Linked DNA regions of Ovis aries: region 1 is linked to region 2. A link is a contact called in public Hi-C data. All regions are on one chromosome and are shown on one strand. Each heading gives the region's core, a stretch centred on a gene start, on an enhancer-like site or on the middle of the called end of the contact. The rest is flanking DNA. Distances are from core to core; before and after follow the strand shown.

Region 1 (7,056 bases), core at 317-2,816, 250 kb after region 2:
GGCCGCTGAGTTCCCTTGTCAGTCTCTCATCTTTCCATTGTTGAAGAAGCTCTATCTGTAGACCAGTCAGAAAGAAAGCATTGCCTTTTTGAATAAATTTCTTACACAAGGATAGATCCACCTTCTTATGTTAAAATCGAAGGAAAACAAAGCCGGAATTTTTAACTTTGCTGGGATGGATGGAATTCTTGATAGCTCTGTCTGAACAGAAAAATTTTCTTATCTGGCTATGGAACACTTCGTATTCTTGGCTCTTTGCCCTTTGAAGCTATAAATCATATATATATATATATATATATATATATATTTTTTTTTTTGCTGAGTGCCCTTTCTTTCCTGACCCATAAGCTCCTTGGAGATTTTGATAGAGCTGGGTTTTGCTAATATGCTCAAAGTTATAAGAACACAGCTTATTGGAACATAAGTGTTAAGGATAAATGTGCTTTAATTCATTCCTGGGACTCTGATGCTTGCCGCTCTGGGTTCCTGATTTAGCTCTCTGCTTGGTCTAAAGCACAGTGACTGGCACACAGTAGGTGGAGCCTCCTCAGTGGAGGCTGGCTGAATAAGTGAACAACACATTAAGTGAAATTTGACAAGTTTTTAAAATAGATATTAAGTATCACAGTACCTCGACCAGCAGTTTATAACTTTACTGTCAAATTTAAGCTGGGACTGAGCTTATGGGTGCTGTAGGACAAGAAATAGTCTATGTTAAATAGCATGCATTCTCATGTAAGTCCTGCAGATTTGCCCAACTCTGATTTGAAAAGTGTTCAAGAAGTTCCCTGGTGTCCTAGTGGTTAGGATTCTGGGCTTTCACTGCTGAGGGCTCGGGTTCAATCCCTAGTCAGAGAACTAAGACCCTGCAAGCCCCAAGGCATGGTAAAAAAAAAAAAAAAAGAGAGAGAGAAAGTATTCAGATTAGCCCAAACTGGTCTCTCTCTAAAGCCCCCAGTCTTTTTCTTTTTTCCTTTTATTTTTTGGTAAGAAAATCACATGGAAACAGAACATCTGTGAGGAGATGTAATGCTACTGAGAGTAGAGAATTATCACCACATTTTCCCATCATGAAGTATGTTTCAAGTAGAGTTGTTTCCTTCATATTTTTTCAGCAAAGATCTAGTTGTAGTACATGAGGTTATAGTTTTAAGGATATTCCTAATGACTGCCTTTTAAAGCTCTTTTCTTAAGAAAACTGCATTCTTTTTTGTTTTTTGAGAAAGTATATGTTATAGTATTGTGAGTTTTTTCCTGCTTACAAAATAATACAAGTGGAAAATTTAAATTCTAAAAACAAAAAAAGGAAAGAAGTTTAGCTGTGTTTCTCTACAATATATTCAGTAATTGTTATGTCCAGTTACAAAGAACTTTTTGGGAAACATTAGGGCATGTTATGCACAATATAGATACAAAGACAAGGAAGTTATCCATGGCCAATGCCATTTTGGAAGTAGAGTTTGGTGAAGAATGGGTTAAAGTAGTATCCCATGTGTTTTAGCCAGTAAGGTTTAAGCAGCCGCTCTGGTTCTAGAGTTTGGCAGTTTGCCCAGCAAACTCTTGCTGTGGGGCAGAGTTTGAGTCTTCTGCCCTCTAGTGGCTATTTTATTATGTTTCTGACCCTTGCAGAGGAAAAGAATTTAAATATACCATATATAAATAACCTACCTGTCAATGCAGGTAGACATAAAGAGACCAGAGTTTGATCCCTGGGTCGGGAAGATCCCTGGAGGAGGGCACCCCACCCACTCCAGTATTCTTGCCTCAGAGAAGCCTGGCAGGCTACAGTCTGTGGCCTCACAAAGAGCTGGACACAACCAGAGCAACTTAGCATGCACACACAGTATCCATATGTTGCTGCTGCTGCTGCTATGTCGCTTCAGTCATGTCCGACTCTGTGCGACCCCATAGACGGCAGCCCGCCAGGCCTCCCCATCCCTGGGATTCTCCAGGCAAGAACACTGCAGTGGGTTGCCATTTCCTTCTCCAATGCATGAAAGTAAAAAGTGAAAGTGAAGTCGCTCAGTCGTGTCCGACTGCTCCCGACACCATGGACTGTAACCCACCAGGCTCCTTCGTCCATGGGATCTTCCAAGCCTTTGTAAACCTTTGTAATTCATTCTTTGCAGTTATTTGCATGCTTTTGTAATTCATTATTTGCAGTTTTTTTCACCTTGAAACAAAGTTGTTAGAGATCATTTTACTCATTTGAAGTCTGAGAAGAAGCTAACTTGTTAATTAGGCCTAGTTAGTGCATCTTTTCACATGTCTTGATTATTCTCAGGGTAGAATACAAATACAAAGAACGCTATCTGATTTTTTGTTTTGTTTTGCACATTTGCCAGGTTAAAGTTGTGTCTTTTTCTGAAATGATAAAATCAAAGGATTTAAGTATACCTTGTTGATGAAATTATAGAAGCAATAAAGGGTAAGAAATTTAAAAACTGTAATCTGACAAAATAGTGTAGATCCATTTCTTCCTGCTTTTCTCTGCTAACTATAATTATAAACCCTGGAAATGCAAGTGACAACCAATGGAGAGCATTTGCAGTGGTAAGAAGAGGATGAATTGGTCTGGGGGTCCTAAGACTGAGGGAGCAGCATAGAGAAGGTGCCAGGATGGGTACACCCTGACCTACATCAAGCAACAGGAAGGGGTCACATAGGATCTTCTCTCCCCACAATTGACTCATTGTCCATCCAAAAGTATCAGGAAAACCCAGCTCCCAGCAAGGGGTCATCTATAGGGGACCCATAACAGTAAATAACCAAGACAAGCACTCTACTCCACTGGGCGCAAGATGCCCCTCCCCTACTAAGCCAGACCTAGGCATCCAGGAGGCATAAACAGGGGTTCTGCTAGCACTGTAAGTGACCTAGCCTGGGAAGTCTCTTTATCTTCATGGGCTTGAGACTCCCCTCCTTCACCCACATTCACTGGAGCAGCTGGAGAGCAGTAAAGAAGGGGGCACTGGAAAGGGGAACCCTACCTCCATAAGCAGCCTGCCTGGGAAGCCTGCCACAGGGCTTGAGATCTCCCCCTGCCAAGGAACACCCGTAGGCCAGGCCAGGCCCTCAGACAATACTGGCAGGCACCTGTAGTGTCCTCAGCAGCACCAGACAAACCAAAATGAAATGCAGAATCTGAAAATCAGATCACAGCCCACAGAAAGCAGGCCAGAACCTGCATGCTGAACCTAAAGAAAAGGGTTGTCTGCTAAAATGAAGGATTTTGAAATCAGACCAAGATTCCCTAGGGCTTCCCTGGTGGCTCAGACAGTAAAGAATCTGCCTGCAATGCAGGAGACCAGGGTTCAATCCCTTGGTCAGGAAGATCCCCCGAAGAAGGAAATGGAGGCTTCTCTAAAAAATATTCTTTAAACATAACAGACAGAATGTTCAGGATACAACCCCAAATCACCTGTCATACATACCAAGAGCTGAAAAGGCACAACGACACACCAACAGTGAGATGAATCACAGATTTGGTATTAAATGACAAGGGCTTTAAATTAACCAACATAAAAATGCTTGACAATCAATTACAAGTTCTCTGGAAATAAATGAAAAATAGAAAATCTTAGCAAACAATTAGAAAAATAAGCAAATATAAATGGTAGAATGAAAATACAATAGCCAAAAATTTTGATGAGTTGAACCTCATTGAAGTTAAAAGCTTTTGCTCTGTGAAAGTCCATATGAAGGGGATGAAAAGATAAGAAACACACAGGGAGAAAGTATTTGCAAGTTTAATACCTGACAAAGGAGTACTATCTCTAGAGTACATTAAAAAACTCTCAAAACTCAACAGAAAAAAAAAAACCCAATTACAAAATGGACAAAAGAGACATTTCTCTGATGTGAAAAATATGTTCAACATCATTTGCCACAGGGAAATATAAATTAAAACCATAATGATGCCTATCTGAATGCTAAGATAGAAAATAATGACAGTACCAAATGCTGATGAGGAGACAGAGAAACTGGGTCATTTGTGCATTGCTGGTGGGGATGTAAAATGGTTCAGCCACTCTGGAAAATGTTTTAGCAGTTACCACATGTGCATTCTTGGACGTTTAAAAAATTCTGAAAGAAATGAAAACTTAGATTGGTACAAAAACCCATCCCATACAGGAATGTTCATAGCAGGTTTATTCATAATAGCTAAAAACTTGAACCACTCAGATATCCTTCCACAGGAGAATTGTTAAAAGTGTGGTGCATTCATACCATGGAACACTGCTCTGCAGTAAAGAGGAATGAGCTAGCCGTATGCACAGCAGCTTGGGTAAATCGCCAGGGAGTTAGGCTGTGTGGGAAAAACAGCTAATTCCCATACTGTATTCCATGTATATAATATTTTGAAATATTAGTTTTAGAAACTGGAGAGCAGATTAGTGGATGACATGGACGTTGGGGTAGACAGGGGGATATGGGCCTGGTTATAGAGGGCAACATGGAGAAGGAAATGGCAGCCCACTCCAGTATTCTTGCCTGGAGAATCCCAGGGACGGAGGAGCCTGGTGGGCTGCCGTCTATGGGGTCGCACAGAGTCAGACACAACTGAAGCGACTTAGCAGCAGCAGCATAGAGGGCAACATAAGGGATCCTTGTAGTGAGGAAAGTATTCTATATCTTGACTGTGAATGGATATGTGAAATTATGCATGTGATAGAATTGAGTAGATACACATAAATGACTTTAAGGAAAACTGGGAACCGTGAATAAGATGGTTAGATTTATCCATGTCAGTGTACTACACTTGAAATACGGTAGGTGAAGGAGGGTAAATGTTCACAAAATCTGTCTATATATTTCTTAGCGCTGCATTTAAATCTTTAATTATCTCAGTAAAACTTAAAAAGGAAAAAACCTTTGGACATCTCAAGAAACACTGATCCTTTTTCTTTTAAAATGCTTGTCAGATCACCTTTTCCTTGTGCCTTATATTTCTCTGGAAGAACTTTTAAAAACATGATACAAATAAACAGTTCCCTATCCTTGATTATTTTCACTGTTTCTAATGTTTTGCTATTATAAAGAGCTGTGTTCAACATCCTTCTGATTAAACCCTTGTATATTAAATTATTTAATTTATTTTTGAAATTTAATTATTAAACCCTTGTATATTAAATTAAATTACCCTTAAATTTTTCTTCAAGTTATATTCCTTTAAGAAGAATTGCTGTATCATAGTAAATTATATATATATATATATGTATTTATTGCTTGTTTGTTCTCTAGAACAAAAGGGATAAAAATCTCTTAAAAAAAAATAAGAAGATGCAATTCACAGAAGAAAAAAACCCAAATGACCAGCAAACATATAAATCAGCCCCACTAGTAATCAAGAAATTACAAAATAAAATAAAAACTAGATACCATTTTACATTCATTTGCTAAACTGAAGTTAATGTCTGCTAATAGAGCTGAAGATGCAGAGGAATAAAATTCTTAGAGCTGTTGGTAGGGTCAGTTTCTATGAGCCCTTGGAGAGCAAAGTGAAGATACTCATAGTCTTTCCCCACCTATTCAGTTTACTCTTCTCAGTAAACACTCAATAGAGAAATCTCGGCACCTGCACTCCACAATATATTTACAGCAACATTGATTGCGACATTGCTTAAAACAGAAGAAAAAACAATGGACACAAAGTAGTGTCTACCAGAGGAGAATGGATAAACAAATTAAGGTAAATGTATAACTGCATCTGATATAGCAGTTAAGATGAATGAACGAGAGCTACCTGTGTAATTATTACACACACACTGTCAACTTACATAAATCATTGAAAGTGAAAGTGTTAATTGCTCTGTCCTATAGCTCGCCAGGCTTGTGTGTTCATGGGGATTCTCCAGGCAAGAGTACTGGAGTGGGATAACTGTTCCCTTCTCCAGGGGGTCTTCCCGACCTAGGAATCGAACCTGGGTCTCCTGCATTGAAGGCAGATTCTTTACTGTCTGAGCTGCCAGAGAAGTCCAGGTCATTAATGGTGAGCAGAAAAAACAAGTTGCAGAAGGGTACAGTTTGATACCACTTATCTACAGTGCTTTTGGGGCCAAAAAAATCACTTTTTTCCCAGACTTATATCAACACTAACATTACAGTTTTAAAATACTTTGATAATTTTTTCACAGGCAAAAAATAATTTCTTGTTTTCCCATCCAAGTACTAGGCATGCCCAACCCTACTTAGCTTCCGAGATCAGATGAGATGGGCATGTTCAGGGTGGTATGGCCATAGAGGATTTCTTGTTTTAATTTGCATTTCTCTACATTTTCTTGGACATGTTTTTTCTTCTATGAATTGTTTTCTATTAGGATTTTCATCTTTTCTTACTAATTTATGAAAGTTCTTTATACGTCAGGAGTGCAGTTATTTTTTCCAGTTTTGCCTTTTAATTTTAATGTTGTTGTTCAATAGCTAAGTCATGTCTGACTCTTTGTGACCCCATGGACACCAGGCTCCTCTATCCTCCACCATTTCCTGGAGTTTGCTCAAATTCATGTCCATTGAATCAGTGATGCTATCTAACCGTCTCCTCCTCTGTTGCCCTCTTCTCCTTTTTCTTTCAAACTTTGCCAGCATCAGGGTCTTTTTCAATGAGTTGGCTCTTCACAGCAGGTGGCCAAAGTATTGGAGTTTCAGTTTCAGCATCAGTCCTTTCAATGAATATTTAGGGTTGATTTCCTTTAGGATTGATTGGTTTGATCTCCTTGGAGTCCAAGGGATTCTCAAGAGTCTTCTCCAGCACCACAATTTGAAAGCACCAATTCTTCAGTGCTCAGCCTTCTGTATTGTCAAACTCTGTACATGACTACTGGAAAAACCATAGCTTTGACTGGACAGATCTTTGTCTGCAAGGTGATGTCTCTGCTTTTTCTTTTAATTTATTTATTTTTAATTGAAGCATAAGTGCTTTGTCTCTGCTTTTTTAATATGCTGTCTAGATTTGTCCTAACTTTCCATCCAAGGAGCAAGTATCTTTTAATTTCATGACTGCAGTCACCATCTGCAGTGAATTTGGAGCCCAAGAAAATAAAATCTGTCACTTCT
Region 2 (6,247 bases), core at 1,646-4,145:
AAGGGCCCTCACTATACCTGAGGCATCTCCGCTTTACACTGTGATGATGGCCAAGGACCCTTAAAATATAGATGAGCTGTGTTTAGTCTGTGTCGCCTCCACCATCGTAGGAACGGTTTGTGGAATAAATGAATGAATGCATAAACAGTGTCTTCTTTGCAGAAGCAGGAGCTAAAGACAGTCCTCTGAGTATAAGCAGAAGGTGTCTGGACCTTTAAGTTTGTCCTAACCATCTCACCTCCCCTTCATGTTTAAGGAGAATCCAAACGGAAGTGTCTCCCTCACCCACAGGGTTTCTAACTGGCTAGAGGTTAGACCAAGGCCCTCAGGGAGTTCAGACAAAGTATCCGTAGGTGAAGAGACTCACTCTGTCAGTTGCCCGATTCCCCGGGCTGCCTCCCCAGAGCTTGCTTAGTTTCTCACCAAGTGCACACCCAGTACTGGGAGGGGAATGAAGGGAGAGCCGCGACCTTCATACACTGGGGCAACATCCCTGCTCTCCTTGAGCAACAAAGACCAGGTACCAAGCAGCCCTTTTAAATGATGCTGATAAGTCTACTGGAGCAGTGCAGTTATTCCTGAAACGTGAAATTCAGTGGAAATAGGCAGATTACAAGCCATACATACTATGTGAGCATATATATACATGCTTCTGTTCAGAGAAAGGCCTGAAATAGCCTAACCAGATCAGTGTCACCTCTCGGGGATTATTGTGGCCTTTACTTTTATTTTTGTACATTTTTGCTTATCTATACTCTAAATTTCCTTAAAGAAATGAAGTTGCAGATTAAAAAGACATTTTAAAAATTCATTTATTTTTTAATTGAAGGGTAATTCCTTTACAGAATGTTGTTGTTTTCCGTCATTTTGAAGATAAGAAACAAAATGAGATTGTATCTCATAATGTACCATTCATTCAACACTAAGAGGTAGTTTTCTGAGAAGCCTGGAAAAGAGCCCTCACTCCCTCACTCAGCCTTGCCAAGTTCTCTGGGGCCCTCACTCCCTCACTCAACCTTGCCAAGTTCTCTGGGGCCCACTCCAGGCGTTCAGGAGCACGTGGGCCCTGACTCCACTCCTCTGACAGGGAACAGATATGAGGTGTTATATTTCGGTCATATTAATTTATTTGTCCATGTATCACTTGGGGCCTAATGAGTGCTAGGCTCTGAACCAAGTGTTAAGGTTAAATTCTGTCCTGGTGAAGAGAAGGGTGTTAGGTACTAAATTGTGGCCCCCAAAACTATATGTTGAAGACCTAGCCCTCAATGGGATAGTATTTGGAGATGGGACCTTTGGGGAGTAATTAAGTTTGGATGAGGTCATGAGGGTGAGATGCCCGCCATAGGGTTGGTGTTCTTATAAGAAAAGAAGCTCATTCCATCTCCAAGAGCACACACCCAGAAAAGGCTGAGGACCCAGAGAGAAGGTGGCCATCTGCAAGCCAGGAAGAGAGTCTTCACCAGGAACTGACAGTGCTGGCGCTCTGATCTTGAATTTCCAGCCTCCAGAACTGTGCAAAATCAATTTCTATTATTTATGCTGCCTCTGTGTGTAGTGTTTTGTCATGGCAGCCTGAACAGACTAAGACAAAGGGCACGTAAAGCAGAAGTACAAGGCAATGTCTCAAGTGCTATAGGTGGGGTGATGGCCAGAAAGTTCTAGCCTGCTCTTCTGCTAGCTACTCAGTGCCCTGGAGCAGAGACATAGCTGGCCTGGAAGATCAGGCCACATAGTACAGAGAAATCTGCCCAGAGGTTGGGTGGGTTTACAGATGGAAGGGGAGGGAACTTTGTGTTCAGGATCCCAGGCCAACACAACATACATGCATGCTGAACTGTGGGCCATAGTCTGGATTTCCTGTCACAGAGGGAAGAGAGAAGAGGAAGTCAAGAAACTTGTCCTTCCCTGGTATGGGGCCAAAGTGTTATTTGTTTCTCTTCTCTTTGGCATCATCTCAACCCTCCTCTCGGAGAAGGCAATGGCAACCCACTCCAATATTCTTGCCTGGAAAATCCCATGGACGGAGGAGCCTGGTAGGCTGCAGTTCATGGGGTCACCAAGAGTTGGGCACGACTGAGCGACTTCAATTTCACTTTTCACTTTTCACTTTCCTGCATTGGAGAAGGAAATGGCAACCCACTCCAGTGTTCTTACCTGGAGAATCCCAGGGACAGGGGAGCCTGGTGGGCTGCCATCTATGGGGTTGCACAGAGTTGGACACGACTGAAGCGACTTAGCAGCAGCAACCTTCCTCTAAATCCTGTATCTATTTCCTTGGGCTCTTGTCCCCATAACATTGTGCTGTATAGGGGGCAAGATAAGACCCATGCATCCTGTATTCCAAAATTATCTGCCTGTACTCCTAGCCAATCAGAACATCCACTCCCTCAATACTTGAATCAGAAATTAATCCACACTGAGATGTAAGTCACTGATTGGATCAAAATCTTACTAGAGCATTTCCCAGAATGAGTGCATAGACAAGAAATTTTAAGTTAGACATATTTCTTTATTACTAATTCTCCAGAGCTTCCAATATGCTCTTGGTCAGAATTTCTGACCTAACATGTCCCTAACCTTTTACCTAGAGAACGCTTTTTTAATGTAACATCTTCCCTTTGGCTCCAGAATTCCATAGTAGGCACTATGGAAACTTTGTCCTGAAGATTTTGCATTTTAAAAATAGGCCTAGGACACTAATTAACTGCTACTGAAATTTCTGACTGTGTAACAATGAGTTAAAGAACTTTCCTGGGTTGTGTGTGTATGTAAGCAGGCAGATTTATATGATGATGACTCTGAATTCTCCACCTGACATCTTGCTCAGGCCCAGACCAATATATCCAGCTGCTCATGGGACTTTCCTGTTGGGTGTTGCCCAGACACCTCAGACCAGACCGTCCCAAAGGGAAAATCAGTATATGTCCTCATGTCAGCACATGGCAGGATTATTCACCCAGTTACTCAAGACAGAAACCTAGGAGTCATGACGGACACCTCCCTTTCCGTCACACCATGCAGTCAAGGCCTGCACACAGCAACTGAGGCCTACAGCTTCCTCTGCTCACTATCTTCCAGATCTGAAGTTCCCCTCTACCCCCGTCACTCCTGCTAATGCTGGTGTTGAGAACTTCATTACTTTTCTCCTGATTGACAGCAGTCTCTCCTCTGGACAACTGGAGAAATAATGGTACCTGCCTCACTGGGTGGCTATGAAGAATACAACACTTAATAAACATAAAGCAATAACAGGGCAGGCCTGTGCAGCACCCAGGAGCTCACTCTGTCCTCAGCAGTCAGTGTAGCCCAGGTTGTCTAATGAAACCCCTGCTTTCACCAAGTCCCCTGCTGCACCTGCCTCAATCCCGTGTATGTGCAGTGATGCAGCACTAATGTTCCACAGTCCTCCCTGCTTATCAGGGGGCTTGTTCAGCAACCCTCCCAATTCTGCCTCAAGGGAAGGAAATGGGATTCCAAGAACTCTGGAATCTCACCTACTCACTCCTCCTCTCTTTATTTTCCCACATGTGGCTGGCTTGGAAGTGCTTCCTCTAACTTCTCTTTCTTGTTGGGATGGGATGTCCCCTGCTGCTTCTTTTCCAGTGTCCCTGACTTGCCCTCTTGCCTAAGGCCATGAGGCAGAACAGTTGTCAGGGAATATCATTAACGAAGCAGAGAAAAATATCTGGAATTACAATTCCAAACTGCTGTCTAATATAAAATTTATATGTTTGAATTTTCTGTCACATGTGAACATTGTTTAAAAAAAAAAAAAAAACCACCAAAGAAAAAAGAAAATCCAGGTAAACAAGCTTCTGAATTCATTGTGATGTTGTAATCATCTATAGAAAATTCTGCATTTTAGGCCTGCTTTACTTGATGCTAGGGAATTAATGCATGCTTACTTCTTTTTGATCCAGTTGTTTTTTGTGCATGTGAACCTGAGTTGCCTTAAATCCGTCAAACAAACAAAAACAATTTTCATGGCATTGGGCATCTCTGATATCTGACCAGACTGCTACTATCAGTCATTACCACAGGTGACACAAAGCATGTGCTGAGCAAGGACTGGCCCACATCCAACATTAGTCCTCAGCATGGCATGGGATCTGATATGGCACAGAGCTGGAAAGGTGTGTGTTGCACGAGAAATGCAACCAGCCCTTTTCTGCCCTACAAAAGACAATGGTACTTGCTAAGCTGCACAGAACCTTCTTTTCCTGGAATTGGCTTCCAGGAAGACAGACAATGGCCTCCAGCTGGTTCAGTAGGAGACAGACACAGCTACTTTGGACAGTGCTGAGTGGCCACTCTCTCTAGCAGCAAAGACAACAGACACCACCTCGGCTCAGAGAAGCAGGTTTGACTCAGTGACATTTAGTCAGCAGCCATGACGTTGGACATTAATTCAATGAATAAGAAAAGGAAAGCATTAAGAGACAAGAGAGAGACAAAGACAGATGTTTTCCTCCATACCTCTAGAATTACTGGTGTTTTGGTAACTGATATCAGCAAAGACTGAAAAAGAATGCATTACCAGGTAGAAGGAGGCAGTCCTCAATTTTTATCCTTGAATAAGTATAATCAAAATTTTTGGAAAAGGGCAGGAAAAAAGCTGATCTGAGTCATTCAGAGCCCCTAAGAACAGTTACTGAGACCATGGGGAACTCCTCTCTCAAAATGTAGGACTTAGACTTCTCCTCAGAGGTTCACTCATAACCCACTTTTCCCAGGATAAGTTGTTGGCTACTGCTACTACTAAGCCATTTAAAAGATAGCAGTACACTCAGAATGTTTTAAATAATGATCAGAAGTGTCAGAGTCCCTCAGTTCAGTCAGTTCGGTGGCTCAGTCATATCTGACTCTTTGCGACCCCATGAATTGCAGCACGCCAGGCCTCCCAGTCTATCATCAACTCCCGGAGTTCACTCAGGCTCACATCCATCGAGTCAGTGATGCCATCCAGACATCTCATCCTCTGTCGTCCCCTTCTCCTCCTGCCCCCAATCCCTCCCCGCATCAGGCTCTTTTCCAATGAGTCAACTCTTCTCATGAGGTGGCCAAAGTATTGGAGTTTCAGCTTCAGTGTCAGTCCTTCCAACGAACACCCAGGACTGATTTCCTTTAGAATGGACTGGTTGGATCTCCTTGCAATCCAAGGGACTCTCAAGAGTCTTCTCCAACACCACAGTTCAAACGCATCAATTCTTCGGCACTCAGCTTTCTTCACAGTCCAGCTTTCACATCCATACATGACCACTGGAAAAACCATAGCCTTGACTAGACGGACCTTAGTCGGCAACGTAATGTCTCTGCTTTGCAATAGGCTATCCAGGTTGGTCATAACTTTCCTGCCAGGCAGTAAGCATCTTTTAATTTCATGGCTGCAATCACCATCTGCAGTGATTTTGGAGCCCCCCAAAATAAAAACTGACACTGTTTCCACTGTTTCTCCATCTATTTCCCATGAAGTCATGGGACCAGATGTCATGATCTTCGTTTTCTGAATGTTGAGCTTTAAGCCAACATTTTCACTCTCCTCTTTCACTTTCATCAAGAGGCTTTTTAGTTCCTCTTAACTTTCTGCCATAAGGGTGATGTCATCTACATATCTGAGGTTATTGATATTTCTCCCAGCAATCTTGATTCCAGCTTGTGCTTCTTCCAGCCCAGCGTTTCAGTCACCATTAAAAATGAAGTTGTAAAATGTAAAGTGGCATGGACATTTTACATTCTATATATGTACATTTTAAACTTTTTATTTTGAAATAATTAAAATTTCACAGGACTTTGCAAAGAAAATAGAGAATTCTCTCATACCTTTCACCTAGTTTCCCCCAATGATTATGTCTTAAGTAATTATTGTATAAATATCAAAATCAGGAAATTGACATTGGTACAATGTGTGTATAGTTCCGTGCATCTCATATTTAGATTCATGGAAGTCAAGTGGGTCTTAGAAAGCATCACTATGAACAAAGCTAGTGGAGGTGATGGAATTTCAATTGAGCTATTTCAAATCCTGAAAGATGATGCTGTGAAAGTGCTGCACTCAATATGCCAGCAAATTGGGAAAACTCAGCAGTGGCCACAGGATTCGAAAAGGTCAGTTTTCATTCCAGTACCAAAGAAAGGCAATGCCAAAGAATGCTCAAACTACCGCACAGTTGCACTCATCTCACCCACTAGTAAAGTAATGCTCAAAATTCTCCAAGCCAGGCTTCAGCAATATGTGAACCGTGAA

Evidence for each region. Hi-C and Micro-C count contacts between places; a contact is called where the count stands out from the background.
Region 1: a contact with region 2 is called in a Hi-C map of mixed tissues, with 6 times the contacts expected there. The contact joins two enhancer-like sites. A contact is called at or near these places in 12 of 16 Hi-C or Micro-C datasets (blood, hypothalamus, liver and 6 more).

What each region holds. Positions count from the first base shown.
Region 1 is chr13:47,631,370-47,638,425 of ARS-UI_Ramb_v3.0, forward strand. All of the region lies in intron 3 of SHLD1 (shieldin complex subunit 1), which reads left to right. Among named protein-coding and RNA genes, the nearest start is that of SHLD1, 30 kb to the left of the region's middle. Within about 2 kb of position 1,567, at least 4 of the 54 cell types and tissues checked have an H3K27ac peak or open chromatin away from gene starts, as enhancers often do.
Region 2 is chr13:47,384,421-47,390,667 of ARS-UI_Ramb_v3.0, forward strand. No RefSeq gene overlaps it. Among named protein-coding and RNA genes, the nearest start is that of GPCPD1, 80 kb to the right of the region's middle. Within about 2 kb of position 2,896, at least 6 of the 54 cell types and tissues checked have an H3K27ac peak or open chromatin away from gene starts, as enhancers often do.